3 separate regions of the Mus musculus genome follow, and regions 1 and 3 are each linked to region 2. The links are chromatin contacts, called in public Hi-C and HiCAR-type maps. All regions are on one chromosome and are shown on one strand. The core of a region is the stretch at or near the end of the contact, and the rest is flanking DNA. Distances in the headings are between cores, read along the strand shown. Region 1 has its middle 37 kb from the start of Prkra. Region 2 overlaps Osbpl6 (oxysterol binding protein-like 6). Region 3 overlaps Osbpl6 (oxysterol binding protein-like 6).

Evidence for each region. Hi-C and Micro-C count contacts between places; a contact is called where the count stands out from the background. HiCAR-type assays count read pairs that join an accessible place to other places.
Region 1: a Hi-C map of pancreatic cancer cells shows a contact between it and region 2, with 2.2 times the contacts expected there. The contact joins two enhancer-like sites. A contact is called at or near these places in 2 of 484 Hi-C or Micro-C datasets (nephron progenitors and pancreatic cancer cells), 1 of 115 datasets of contacts at active chromatin or transcription factors (embryonic stem cells) and 3 of 9 other capture datasets (adipose tissue, liver and pancreatic islet).
Region 3: a contact with region 2 is called in a HiCAR-type map of kidney, with 2.7 times the contacts expected there. The contact joins two enhancer-like sites. A contact is called at or near these places in 1 of 39 promoter capture datasets (embryonic stem cells), 2 of 484 Hi-C or Micro-C datasets (Th1 cells and olfactory sensory neurons), 2 of 115 datasets of contacts at active chromatin or transcription factors (embryonic stem cells and kidney) and 3 of 9 other capture datasets (adipose tissue, liver and pancreatic islet).

What each region holds. Positions count from the first base shown.
Region 1 is chr2:76,609,102-76,613,020 of GRCm38.p6, forward strand. It overlaps a transcript of Prkra not described here. Among named protein-coding and RNA genes, the nearest start is that of Prkra, 37 kb to the right of the region's middle. Within about 2 kb of position 1,405, at least 42 of the 459 cell types and tissues checked have an H3K27ac peak or open chromatin away from gene starts, as enhancers often do. A contact at or near this core is called in pancreatic cancer cells, where this site is marked.
Region 2 is chr2:76,501,924-76,506,185 of GRCm38.p6, forward strand. The region is part of intron 2 of Osbpl6 (oxysterol binding protein-like 6); the gene reads left to right. Among named protein-coding and RNA genes, the nearest start is that of Gm52557, 73 kb to the left of the region's middle. Within about 2 kb of position 2,683, at least 38 of the 459 cell types and tissues checked have an H3K27ac peak or open chromatin away from gene starts, as enhancers often do. A contact at or near this core is called in kidney and pancreatic cancer cells, where this site is marked.
Region 3 is chr2:76,434,062-76,438,148 of GRCm38.p6, forward strand. All of the region lies in intron 1 of Osbpl6 (oxysterol binding protein-like 6), which reads left to right. Among named protein-coding and RNA genes, the nearest start is that of Gm52557, 4.9 kb to the left of the region's middle. Within about 2 kb of position 2,015, at least 14 of the 459 cell types and tissues checked have an H3K27ac peak or open chromatin away from gene starts, as enhancers often do. A contact at or near this core is called in kidney, where this site is marked.

The DNA.
Region 1 (3,919 bases), core at 155-2,654, 110 kb after region 2:
ACTGAAGTATTTGCAGGAATCAGAGTGGAACATGGGTCTCAGGAGCAGGAAAATGGCTAAAGCATATGGGTCATTTTCTAGTTTGCCAGTTAAAAATATTCACCCTTAACAAGTTAGCTTTATAAGGAGCATTTATGTTCCAGGCATGCCGTTAACTACATACTTGGGAGGCAGAAGCAGGAGGATCTCTTTGAGTTGGAGGCCAGCCTGGTCTACATAATTAGTTCATAAAAAGTGAGTGAGACTTTATCTAAAAAACAAAACAAAAAAGTACATACACAATAAACAGTTAAGTGCTGAATGTGTTTCTCACAAAAATCAATGAAGAATACACAATTCATGCAAAAATGTGTATCAACTTTTACCAACCACTATTGGCAACATCACCAGGTGAACAGTGAAGTCAAGTGGAGACAAGGGAAGGTCCTCAAATGAGAACAGAGGCCATTGGTGACAATGTCTATTACAGGAAAAATGGCGTCCTTCTCGCCCATTGGTAGAAACTCAAGCAAACTAACTAAAGGCAAGGCATGCCAATATATTTGATTTGAGGAGAAAATTTGACTTTCCCTGTCGATCCTTCATTGGAAGAGGAGCAGGAAACAGGGAATGTAGCAGCTGAGTTAGTGGTTAGCAATTATGGCTGACTGCTGCAGAGGGTTGAGATAGCTTCCTTGGGTAACTGCTACTGAAGTTGTGGATCAAATGTCCACTGTCATTATTATCAGGAGTTTAAGACAAAATCTTGGGTTCTGGTCGGTCCAATTGAGGCTTGGCCACCCATCCACAATTGACCTAGATGAGGAAAAGAGAGAAAAGCAGAACAAATGTATTCATTGCGGCCATACTGGAAAGAATGATGAACAGAGGTCTAGTCATTCCCCAAGTCTACTTTGAGTTTACTGACAAAAGGGTTAGGTTTAAGCAGAAGGCAAGAGCTGAGCAGTCCAGGTCAAGCTGTGGTGGTGCCTGTCACTAAGTTTTGACACCATGTCAAAACTGTATGAAATCTCACAGTTCTTTTTCTAGCTAGCTCCAGGCTTTTGATAGGAGTCCTGAGAGAAATTTTAATTATCTGGGGCCTACTGTTTGAACCCACACAGTGGCTCATAGTTGTCTATAATTCCAGTGGATCTGGAGCCCTCTCTAGCACATGCATATGCCCAGATAAACACTCATACATAAACAAAACAAAACAAAACCTTAAAACCTTAAACCTTAAAAATAGATAAACACTGCACATTTCCATTTATATGAGATAACTAAACTAGCAAAACCCCAAGAGGAACGGGAGATTCAAGGACTAGCCTTGCAGAGAATGGGGAGATGGTGTCTAATAGACAGAGTTGAAGTTTTGCAAGAGAAATGGGTTCTGGAGCTCAGTTGCACAACAGTTGAGTTTGCTACTTAGTCATAGACATAAAAATGGTGGCGGTCCTTATTTGTATTTACCTAAGGTGCTGCACTGAGAGAGTCTAGCTGAACGGTATGAGGGGCCTCTACATTCTACCTGTGCAATTTCCTATGAATCTCTGATTACTGAAAATCAAGACATATTTTATAGCGATTATGCTTGTTGTATAAAGAAAATTACAGACGGGCAATCCAATCCCTTGGAGAAAGATAACAGAACTTTCTGAACACAGATGATAGCCTGGTCAGCCACTGCCTGCCTGAAAGAGGAACTTTGATCAGAAAGATTCTCACAAGCTGGGTCCCAGCAGGACTGAGTCATCCAAACAAGATCGTTACAATTTATAAGCCTTTAAAGGAAGTTGAATTAACAAACTCTCCTGTTGGCACAGAGCCTTGGCCTTACCCTCTTGTTGAACAGAGTCCCCAGCGCTAAGCTCCCTGTCTGTCAAATTCCTCATTCCAGAAGAGCGAGCCATGAGATCTAGCCCAGAGCCCCTTCACGTGCTGCTTAGGTCACGCCCTGAAAGCAGAGTTGATAGCATTGCCTGTAGCTGATACTGATTTCCATGTCAGATTTTCCCTTACAAATCTCAAGTCACGGGTCCACCCTGCTCCTCAGAAAAATAGTAGTTTCTGCACTCCGAGTCACAAAAGTCTGCATGAGGCCCCAGCATTTCACAAATAGCAACATTCTGATTTTAATAGTTCCCAATTTTTCTGCTGGCCACCTAACTCCAATACAGAGGATTCTGATGATAAATTTGAGTTAGTTTCTCTTCTTTCTTTCTTTCTTTCTTTCGTAGACCAGGCTGGCCTCGAACTCAGTAATCTGCCTGTCTCTGCCTCCCAAGTACTGGGATTAAACGCGTGTGCCACCACCACCTGGCGAGCTAATTTCTTTTTACAACTTGCCATATGCATTGATTTTTTAAAAAAAGATTTATTTATTTTATTTATATGAATACACTGTAGCTGTCTTCAGACATACCAGAAGAGGGCATCAGATCCCATTACAGATGGTTGTGAGCCACCATGTGGTTGCTGGGAATTGAACTCAGGACCTCTGGAAGAGCAGTCAGTGCTCTTAACCACTAAACCATCTCTCCAGCCCATTGATTTTTTGTTTGTTTGTTTGTTCGGTTTTTTTGTTTGTTTGTTTTTTTTTTGAGACAGGGTTTCTCTGTATTTTAATAGTTCCCAATTTTTCTGTTGGCCACCTAACTCCAATACACAGGATTCTGATGATAAATTTGAGTTAATTTCTCTTTTCTTTCTTTCTTTCTTTCTTTCTTTCTTTCTTTCTTTCTTTCTTTTTTTTTTTTTTTTTCTGTTTTTCAAGACAGGGTTTCTCTGTATAGCCCTGGCTGTCCTGGAACTCACTTTGTAGACCAGCCTGGCCTTGAACTCAGTAATTAGCCTGCCTCTGCCTCCCAAGTGCTGGGATTAAAGGCATGTGGTGCCACGCCTGGCTTGATTTTTTTTAACAGAATATTTGTATCAGTTCTTTGATAATTTTATTTGTATCTACATGTAATTTGATTGTATTACCCCTGTCTTTGTTTTTCTATAAATCACTGAGTCCAATCTGTACTGCTTATATACATGGGTGTGAGGCAGCTCACTGGAATGTGGTGGACCTATCTGGGGCCACACCCTTAAAGAAAGGATCTTTGGTTCTTGGCCAGATTTACACTACCAGGCATATGTTTCCTCCTGCAGAGTAGGCCTTAAATATAGCCAGAAACCTGATGGACATCCCTATAACACACAGGACGTTATTATACCTCGGGACGTATCTTGCCATGCTGCTGCCTGTCACTGTAGCACACACACAGAGTTCCCCATTGGGTAAGACTGCTGATAACCCTTTCCCTCCCAGAATCCCATAGAGCAACTTGCAGTGCTAGGAAAGCTCACCAGGGGTTAGAAGTGATGTCTGGTTTGTGTGGTTCTTCAAGCTCTGATTCAAATACCAAATTCTCCATTGTAAGGATTGATTCTGGAAGGCATATTCTTAGCTGCCTGTTTCTGAGCAGGACTCTCCCTTCAGGTTAGTTATAAAGGAGACTAAAGGAAGATCTTTTCATTTGAGGACAGCTAACCAGCAAAAACTACACATTTTCCCACTGGCCATGCAAAAATGCTCTCTAAAAGACCCAATGCCTGGGTTTACCAAAGATGAGTAGGTTTCATGTCATAGAGGACTTTCTAGAATACAGTTAAAAGCAAGGACATCTAGGCCCTAATCAAGAAGTTAAAAGTACATTTTTTTATTAACCGTTCAAAACATTAAAACCATGACATCCTTCTGAAGCCACTTGAGTGCCCACCATGAGAACAACAATTAGACTGTCTACTCTTTCCACTTCCCAAGCATCATGTCCCAGTTAAGAGCACTCACTATTTATACGACAAAGACTCATTGAAAACCTCAACACCATACACTTTAAACACACAGTCTAGTACTGTAAGAAGAAACATACACAGCTCAGCGTATATGACA
Region 2 (4,262 bases), core at 1,433-3,932:
TGTTGCGTAAGTAGAGGGACCCTGGTTCAGATACCCAGCACACATGTAGAACCTGGCTCTTCATATGTGGATCCTAGCTCTGGAGAGGCTCTGGTTCAGTGAGAATCCTGTCTCAAAAGGTTCATTCTTTAGCAGATAAACAAAACAAAGCTCATATTTTGTTTGGTTAATTGGTCTCATGACTTCTATCTAGGATATCCCCTCCCTCCCTTTTTTTCATGCCCTTCCCCTGTTGAGAAACTGAACTGCTTGGGCAATAGGACATTCCAGGTATCGGGCTCAGCTGTTGGTATCACTCTTTACTCTGTGATCTTAGAAGTCAGATCTTGGCTGGCTTCAGAGACAGGAGCTCTGCTTCTGCCGTGGTGTGGTGTTTGCCTCAGGTCATGCCCCCTGGGAGGTATGTATGTATGTATGTATGTATATACATACATACATACATACATACATACATATATATATATATATATATATATATATATATATATATATATATGAATGATCTGTTGTAGTTTTTGCTGTTCTTCATGATGCTCAAATAAAACTTGCTTTGTTCCCTGGAGCCCTTCAGATTGACTCCCATGTGTATAGATACAAAAGAGAGCCTCTTACACCAAGTAACAGGGTGAATTCTTTTACGCACAAGTGACTCATCACAAACCAGTCCCAGCCCAGAACTAGTCCAGAGCATCCTGGAAGCACACTTGATATGTTAGGTTCTTTGGCTCTGTTTGTTGTTGTTATTGTTGTTGTTGTAACAGGCTGCCTCAACTCCTCTGGAGTGTGTGCACTCACTGTTTCTAGGAACCTTGGTTCTGTCATTACAAAGTGGATTTTAAAAACATTAGCAGAGCATTGAGAGTCACCAATGTTTGCAGCCCTTTTTGTAGAACCCAGTTGTAAAAGTAACTTTTATTTGACAGATGTAATTGTTGCTATTTTTTTTCCCTCAGATACAGGGATCAGGTGAGAGCTGTACCCAAGCTCTGCTGATACTTGGACTGAGCTCAGACTTTCTTTCTCTGTTCTAAACTATTCCTAGGCCTAGGCCTGGAAGTTCCCAGTCTCCATACAATCTAATCTTCTAAGCTGACTGATTCAATATGTCATCTCTCAGCTTCTGACTGAATTTCTCTGCTTAGCCTCAAACTAACTTTGGCAATATGTCCTAATCTTCTGGCTTTTTCATTCTCTGGTTCATTCTGTTTTTACCTGTGTTTAGTTTGTTCTCTCTGCAACCTGTCTCTGTAAAACTGTCATGATAAAACACTCTCTCTCTCTCTCTCATACACACACACACACACACACACAACTACACACACCACACATCTATCTCCCTCCCTCTCCCCTCTCTCCCTTTCCCCTTTCCTCCCTCTTCCCCCTTCTCCCTCCCTCCCTCTCCCCTTTCCTCCCTCCCCCTCCTCCTTCCTCCTCTTTCTCCCCCCCACCTCCCTCCCTTTCCTGTGCTGTTCTTGTGTGAGTTGGACATGTCCAATCTCTGACCCATTCTGTCAAATTTTTCTGATTCATTGCTTTGCCTAATAGCAAATGTATACATTAAAATTAAGAATTCATATGGATTTTCTTGAGTAAGCATTATGGAGTTTTGATAAATTTTAATTATATATTTGTTTCCATTAAATAATCTTTGGTTCAAAATAATATGAAATTATTCCGCTTATCTTTTGGTTATATAAAATAGTTACAAATTAATAATCTTAGCCTTAAATGACTAATTATTGCTGAACTTTTTTGTAGAGAAAGAAGCTAACTGTAAGGTTAGGTATTTTAAGCATTTATTAGCATTATGAGTGCTTTCAAACTTATATATGGAGTCAGGAGAGGAAGTTTTCCTTCAACCTCCTTTTGTTGTTAATATTTAACGTGTTTCTTGGCACTGAGAAAATTATCCTATTAAATCTTTAGTTTGACAGAGAATTTGAGGTATTTAAACCCTCTGCATCACAACCTGAGGATGTTCCGGGAGGGACAGTGGTCACCTTGGACTCTTGGGGTCAGTTTGTGCCATATTGAATTAATTTGTTAGTGTCCACTCTCCCTCCTGGGGCAGCTCCAGACCGAAGAAGGAGTCATTCTCCAAGTGTAGCGGAGAACTCCGAACTTGTCCCACGCTCATCCCCTTGTTTCTTTTTTATTTGATAAATCCATAATTTATGTTGTTTTTTCTGGAATGATTATCGCTTCTTTGAATCAGTCACATGATGAAGGGTTTTGATTTCTTGACACACTTTATAACGTTTGACAGTGGAAAGATATAAGGATTCATAGAAAACACAGGAAAGGTCACCCTGTTTCCTGCTCTTTTCATTCTTCCTCCAACCTGGCAGTTAATTCCTTGAACTTTGGTCTCGGAGGCCGGCAGTGGGAGTGAGGAGGGGTCGGATGCCTCATTCGCCCACGGCCTTGTCACTGTTTAATCGGCCTCCTCAAACTGCCTTGTTCTGAATCACAACAGTGTCCGCTATTTGTGGATTTTTTTCCAAATACATTTTTACAGAGAATGATTCATGTTTTAATTATTTTAATTTGGAGCATTATTTAAACTTTATCTCATCGACTTGGTGTATCAAATGAATAAGGCCAGGAAATACTGTTTGAGTGAACCAACACAAGAGCACAGATTGACTTTGAAAGAGCTGGCTTTCAAAGCAGCAATTTTAAGTGGTGTTCCTGTGAGTGACGCTGCAGTGACTAACACACAGGCTTCCTGCAGTTCCGCTGTGCATGACTGGTAACAGAAGGTCAGACTTTCAGAACTGCATCTCAATGGCTGTACTTTTTATTATGCCTCTTACATCTCCCCTAGTACACACACACACACACACACACACACAGGCAATTTACTCATCTACATAAGCATTCATTAATTCTTTTATTTTTACCCAAGATTACTGAGTATTTGTTCAATGTCAACCAAGCACTGTTGTGAATCCTGCAGTTGTGACAAAGGCATCTTGAAGACAGGGTCCAAGATGAAGGGTCCAAGAGTAGATAGTAAGCTGCCCCCAACCCCAGTGATGTAACTACTGAGGCAGGTGCTGTGGGGGAAGTGAAAAGCTGTGCCCATTCAGAGTTAATGTGGAATTGAGAACTAAATGACAGTTTACTGACTAAATATTCATAGTTTTGAAATTGGGAAGTATGGCAGAGTTTACTTCAACAATAACTGCAGGTTTGGCATTTGAGTTTATTTCAATTTCTGAAGAACTGGTGAAAGCTGGAGAGTGTCCTTGAAGTCGGGTACATGGAATGTTCTAGAATGTTCTTAAGATGTCCCTGCAAATCCAAAGTTGCTTCAAAATAAAACACTTGAAAAAGAAAAATTCAAGTGAAGAAATGCCAAATTTTTGCATCAAATCAAGTATAGTATACCTCAGGTTTACATAAATGAAGAAGCCACATGCACACCGAAGGGGGAGGGGAGAATGGTGGTGGATGTTGGGAACATTTATTATCATTATTTATTATTATTGATTACTAGATTTGGGTCCTGTTGCTTATGTTTAGACTAGACAGAGTCTCGTCTCTTTCCTTTTAAAAAATAAGATCTATTTACTGTTACTTTATGTATATCTATGCCAAAATTTTATGTATGTATGTATGCATGCATGCATGCATATATGTATGTGTATGTGTGTGTACATGTGTATGTATTTATGGCCACTACATGTATGCAGTGTCTGCAGATATCTGGGTGCTGGGAATTGAATTTTATCAGCAAGTTGGGGATTTTACCCCCTTTTGCAGAGATGTTTGTTTTGTTTTGTTTTTTTGAGACAGAGTTTCTCTTTCTGGCTGTCCTGAAACTCTATATAGACCAGGATGAACTGGAACTCAGAGATCTCTGCATCCTGAGTGCTGGGATTAAAGGTGTGCGCCACCATGCTCAGCAAGAGCCTTTTTTTTTAAGCAATCTAAAACACTTCCTTTTTTTTCAATTTCACTTTATTTTATTCACATAATTTAACCAGTAAATTTCTAAATCTTTCCCATGACTGTAGTTCTTATAGCTATAAGAACTTATTGTACCACTAGACATAAAGTATAAAGACCCCCATTCCACCAGGGCGAGCTCTGCTATGCAGCCCAGGCAAGGTCCTGAGTACTGCAGCCTTTGAGGGGCAGGAAAGGCTCTCCTGCTCTCATGACCTCCGGAGCAGCTCTTCAGTCAGCAGCAAATATTAATGAAGTCTTCAGGGAAAAAAAAAAGAATTACCAGTATTCATCTTGATATCATGGCC
Region 3 (4,087 bases), core at 765-3,264, 69 kb before region 2:
TGGCTTCCATTCACAAGTGATTTCTCACTGAGTCTAGTAATTCCTAAAGAAAATTCATAAAGCTGAGTTTATTTTTGGCCTTGAACATTCCACCTGATGGATGAATTCATATTAACGAAGTCTGCCTTTATAAAAGCAAAAGAAACTTACTGGCCAGTTTTCTTGGAAAAATGAGACATCAAAATAAATAGCATGGCCCGGTGGGACAACATGCCCCAGTCTGGTCCTCAGGACGAATGTGAAAAGCTGGATGCGGCAGAATCTCAGCACTGCTGGGGCCAGACGGAAGGGAGAGCCAGGAAAATCACCCAGAAGGTTGCAGGGTAGCTTGGAGTGTGCGGGAGAGCAGACCCAACAGGAGAGATCCGGCTTCGGCCAGCTGGAAGATGACAGCTGACTCTTGAAGTTGTTCTTTGACCTCACTTGTGTTCTCTGTCTCCCTCTCCCCCCTCCCTCTCCCTCTCCCTCCTTCCCTTCTTCTCTCCCTGTCAATGAGTAAATAAGTCAGTAATAGTAATGAGTGATGGGCCATTAAATGAACTAGGATCCTATGAGTCTTTATTGATAAATGAATGAGAGGAACGTTCTAACTGTGTTAGTTGGGGTGGATGTTGAACAACAGGTATAGGAAGAATTTAGGAAATAGAAAACTCATTATTTGGAAGGCTTCCCTTGTGAGAGTTTACTGAGGCAGCAATAGTCAGAGGTGCCAAGCTTGATAGTCAGAGTAATTGGCCTAGTTCAGTGGTAGAGAGTTTGCCTAGCATGTGTGAAGACCCTAAATTCTATTCCCAGCACTGCAAAACAAACGACAAACCAAGAGAAATAACGTAGCCTCACAGTTGTTCCTGCTGTGGTCTCACCAGAGGTCTGTGGCACCAGAAGTCTATGGCGTGAGGTCATGTGAGCATCAGATAGACCCAGGTGAGGTTGGCCCACGTCCCCTGATAGAGAATGAGTTGTGACTCTTGAAACCTGTCAAGGATGAGAGAGGCAGTGGGGAGAGTCTAAGGGATTGTTTTAGAGCAAGGTCATAGATACCATACTTGGAGCACACGATCTTGCATTTGATCCTAAAATCTTCGATTAATGCTGTCGTTGGATCCCAGCTGACTGGTGTCCATGAATTGGATAATGTCTCTTTAACCATGTTGACTTACTAACTGGGATGCTCAGAAAATTGTCCTATAGGAGGGAGCCATTGTTTTGTGCGCTATACGCTGGCATATACAGGGAACTCACTGTCTGGTGGTTCAGGAGGATGCTAAAGACTGAAGAACTGGTTACCAAGGTGAAGGAGACAGAGGGACTGCTATCCGCTTTGTGCTGCTCCTGCAACTTTAAATGAGATTAAAATGAGTTCAAAATTGATTTTTTTTAAAAGTTGGAAAGCTTAGGGAAGGACCACAGAACTGTTAGGAATGGAAAGAGATGCAGGACAGTAACAGTTAAAAATGGAGAATGATGTGCCGGGTGTGGTGGCACACACCTTTAATCCCAGCACTCGGGAGGCAGATTTCTGAGTTCAAGGCCAGCCTGGACTACAAAGTGAGTTCCAGGACAGCCAGGGCTATACAGAGAAACTCTGTCTCGAAAAACAAAACAAAGAGAGAGAGAGAGAGAGAGAGAGAAAGAGAGAGAGAGAGAGAGAGAGAGAGAGAGAGAGAGAGAGAGAGAGAGAATGAATGATGCTGGACAGAATCATCTTTCGTGTGTGTGTGCTATGAGTGTGTGCCAGGCGCACACACAAATACATGCACTCGGAGGCCGGAGCAGACCGTGAAACATCTTCCTTTATGGCTCTCTGCTTTATTGCCTCAAGATAAGGGCCTCTGACTGAAGTGGGAGCTTACAGATTCTAAGTGTCTGGCTCTCAGTACTTTCCCCTCTTTGCACCCCACCTCCCTGTGCTGGTTGAATTTTGGCAACGTGACATGAACCTGGGCATATCTGGAAAGAGAGAATCTTAATGGAGCAAATGTCTCCATAAGAGAGGCCAAGAGGCTGGTCTGTAGGGCCTGTTCTTGATTAATGATTGATGTGGGCACTGTAAACCTTGGACAGGTGACCCTAGACAGTATAAGAAAAGCTGAGCAGATCATGAGGAGCAAGCCAGTAAGCAGCATTTCTCCATGGTCTCTGCTTCAGTTTTTACCTCCGGGTCCCTGCCTTGAGTTCCTATCTTGACTTGCTTTGTTGATGGAGTCTGACCTGAAAGTGTAAGCTGAAATAAACCCTTTCCTCCCAAAGTTCCTTTTGGCCATGGTCTTTTATCATAGCAACAGAAACCCTAACACTCCTCCAGTGCTCACAGATACACACATACAGATATGCCTGGCTTTTTACATGGCCTCTTGGGATTTGTTCTTAGGTCCTTATAGTTGCAGAGCAAACAGTCACTCACTCACTCACTCACTCACTCACTCACTCACTCACTCACTAAGATTCAGGTGGGTTGTGGGGTAGAGGAACATGACATGCGAATTTGAGGTAACAGTGTCTGATCTGTCTAATTAGGTAAGTCCTTCTTTAGGCAATTGGAGACAAATATGCCATTGTTGCCTTTTAAAAAGTGAAAAAAAAAAAACAATATAGAAGAGTATGCTATTAGCCAGTGCACAATGATTGCGACAGTGTATCTTCTTTTGGAAACTTTAATACTTTTAAGGGAAGAATTCATCCAAGCCTGTGGTTGCTAATGGAAACTAGAACTACCCTGTTTATACTTTGTTTCATTGTTTATCCCTCAATGATCTCCTGGCCACCTGGTATCTCTTTCCACTGTCCTGGCTTCTCCTTTTATTTCCTCTTTTACTGACTTTTCTTGCCCCTCCCTCGTATTTAAACTCCCACCTTCATTTATTTCCTCTGGCCAAGTAATTCTTCACTCCTATCCTTTTACTCTCTCAGCCTCTGACTGGCCTCTCCCCCTCAGAGGTTTGTTCCTTCCATCCTCTTGTAGTCATAACAATCATAATATTCTTTCCACTGTATCTTCACGGAGGAGAAGGCCATTCTGAGCTAGTTTCGATTAAGAATTAGAACAGACGTTTTATAATAAATGAGGTTTTATTAATAGCTACCATTAATGGCTGGTTGCTATGGGCCAAGGATGGGCTGGCTGCATTCTGCGTCCACGCATTCACTCCCAACAGTAACATCTTGGAGGATGTGTTTGACTCCCATTTTACAGACTAGAAAGTAGAGGCACAGAACTAAAAATGAAGACTAAGCCCCACACTCAGATCAGAGATAAGGGACAAAACTCAAGCTGCATTTCTGTTACACAGTTACAGGTATTAATTCCACAACTGGGCTCTGCAGAGCCTTATGGGCTAAGTCATTTGCATGAGACTCATTAAGAAGTCAGCAATCCTGAATCTTGTCCTGCTTCTTGGCCAGCATGTGGGGGAGGGAAGCTGAATTATATGCCATGCTCTAAATGGCAGGGCCTTGGCAAGTGGTTATATATCACCAGTGGATGTTGCTGCGGAGAGTCATCCCATCCCCCCTTGCTGGCAAGATTCTCTTTTCTGGGTGTCACAGGAACTAATTATGTGCTGTTAAATCCAAGACCCATTTTATATTCCGGTGGTAAATCTCACATGTCAGGAGCAGTTAGTGACACTGTGGCATGTTGCCTTCAGTTCATGCTGAACTGTGGACAGTAAGTGCTCTGAGGATAGATCCATTTAAATAACCACACCTGCTGTTACCCACTGCCACCTGAATGGTACTTCAAGGTGACCAGTTCAGGACACCCTCCCCATCCCCCCACCCCCCAAGTCTGGAGACTGCAGAGGTTTGCAAATACAGTTCATGCTGGAAGTCTAACTTTAGTTTTGCTTTTGAGATGGGGTCCAAGTTGGTCTCACATTGCAATCCTTCTGCCTCAGCCCTCTGAGTGGTGGGATTATAATCATATGCTGAAATGCCTGGTGAATTTTGAACTTTGAGTGCCTAGCAGGGAGGGGAGCGAACATTACTGAGGATGATGCGCGCTGCATTGGTCTGTGGATCTTCTTAAAGACGATGCCTCTGTTCTTATGCGATCCCAATACAGTGACAGCAGCCTGACAGTGCCGTG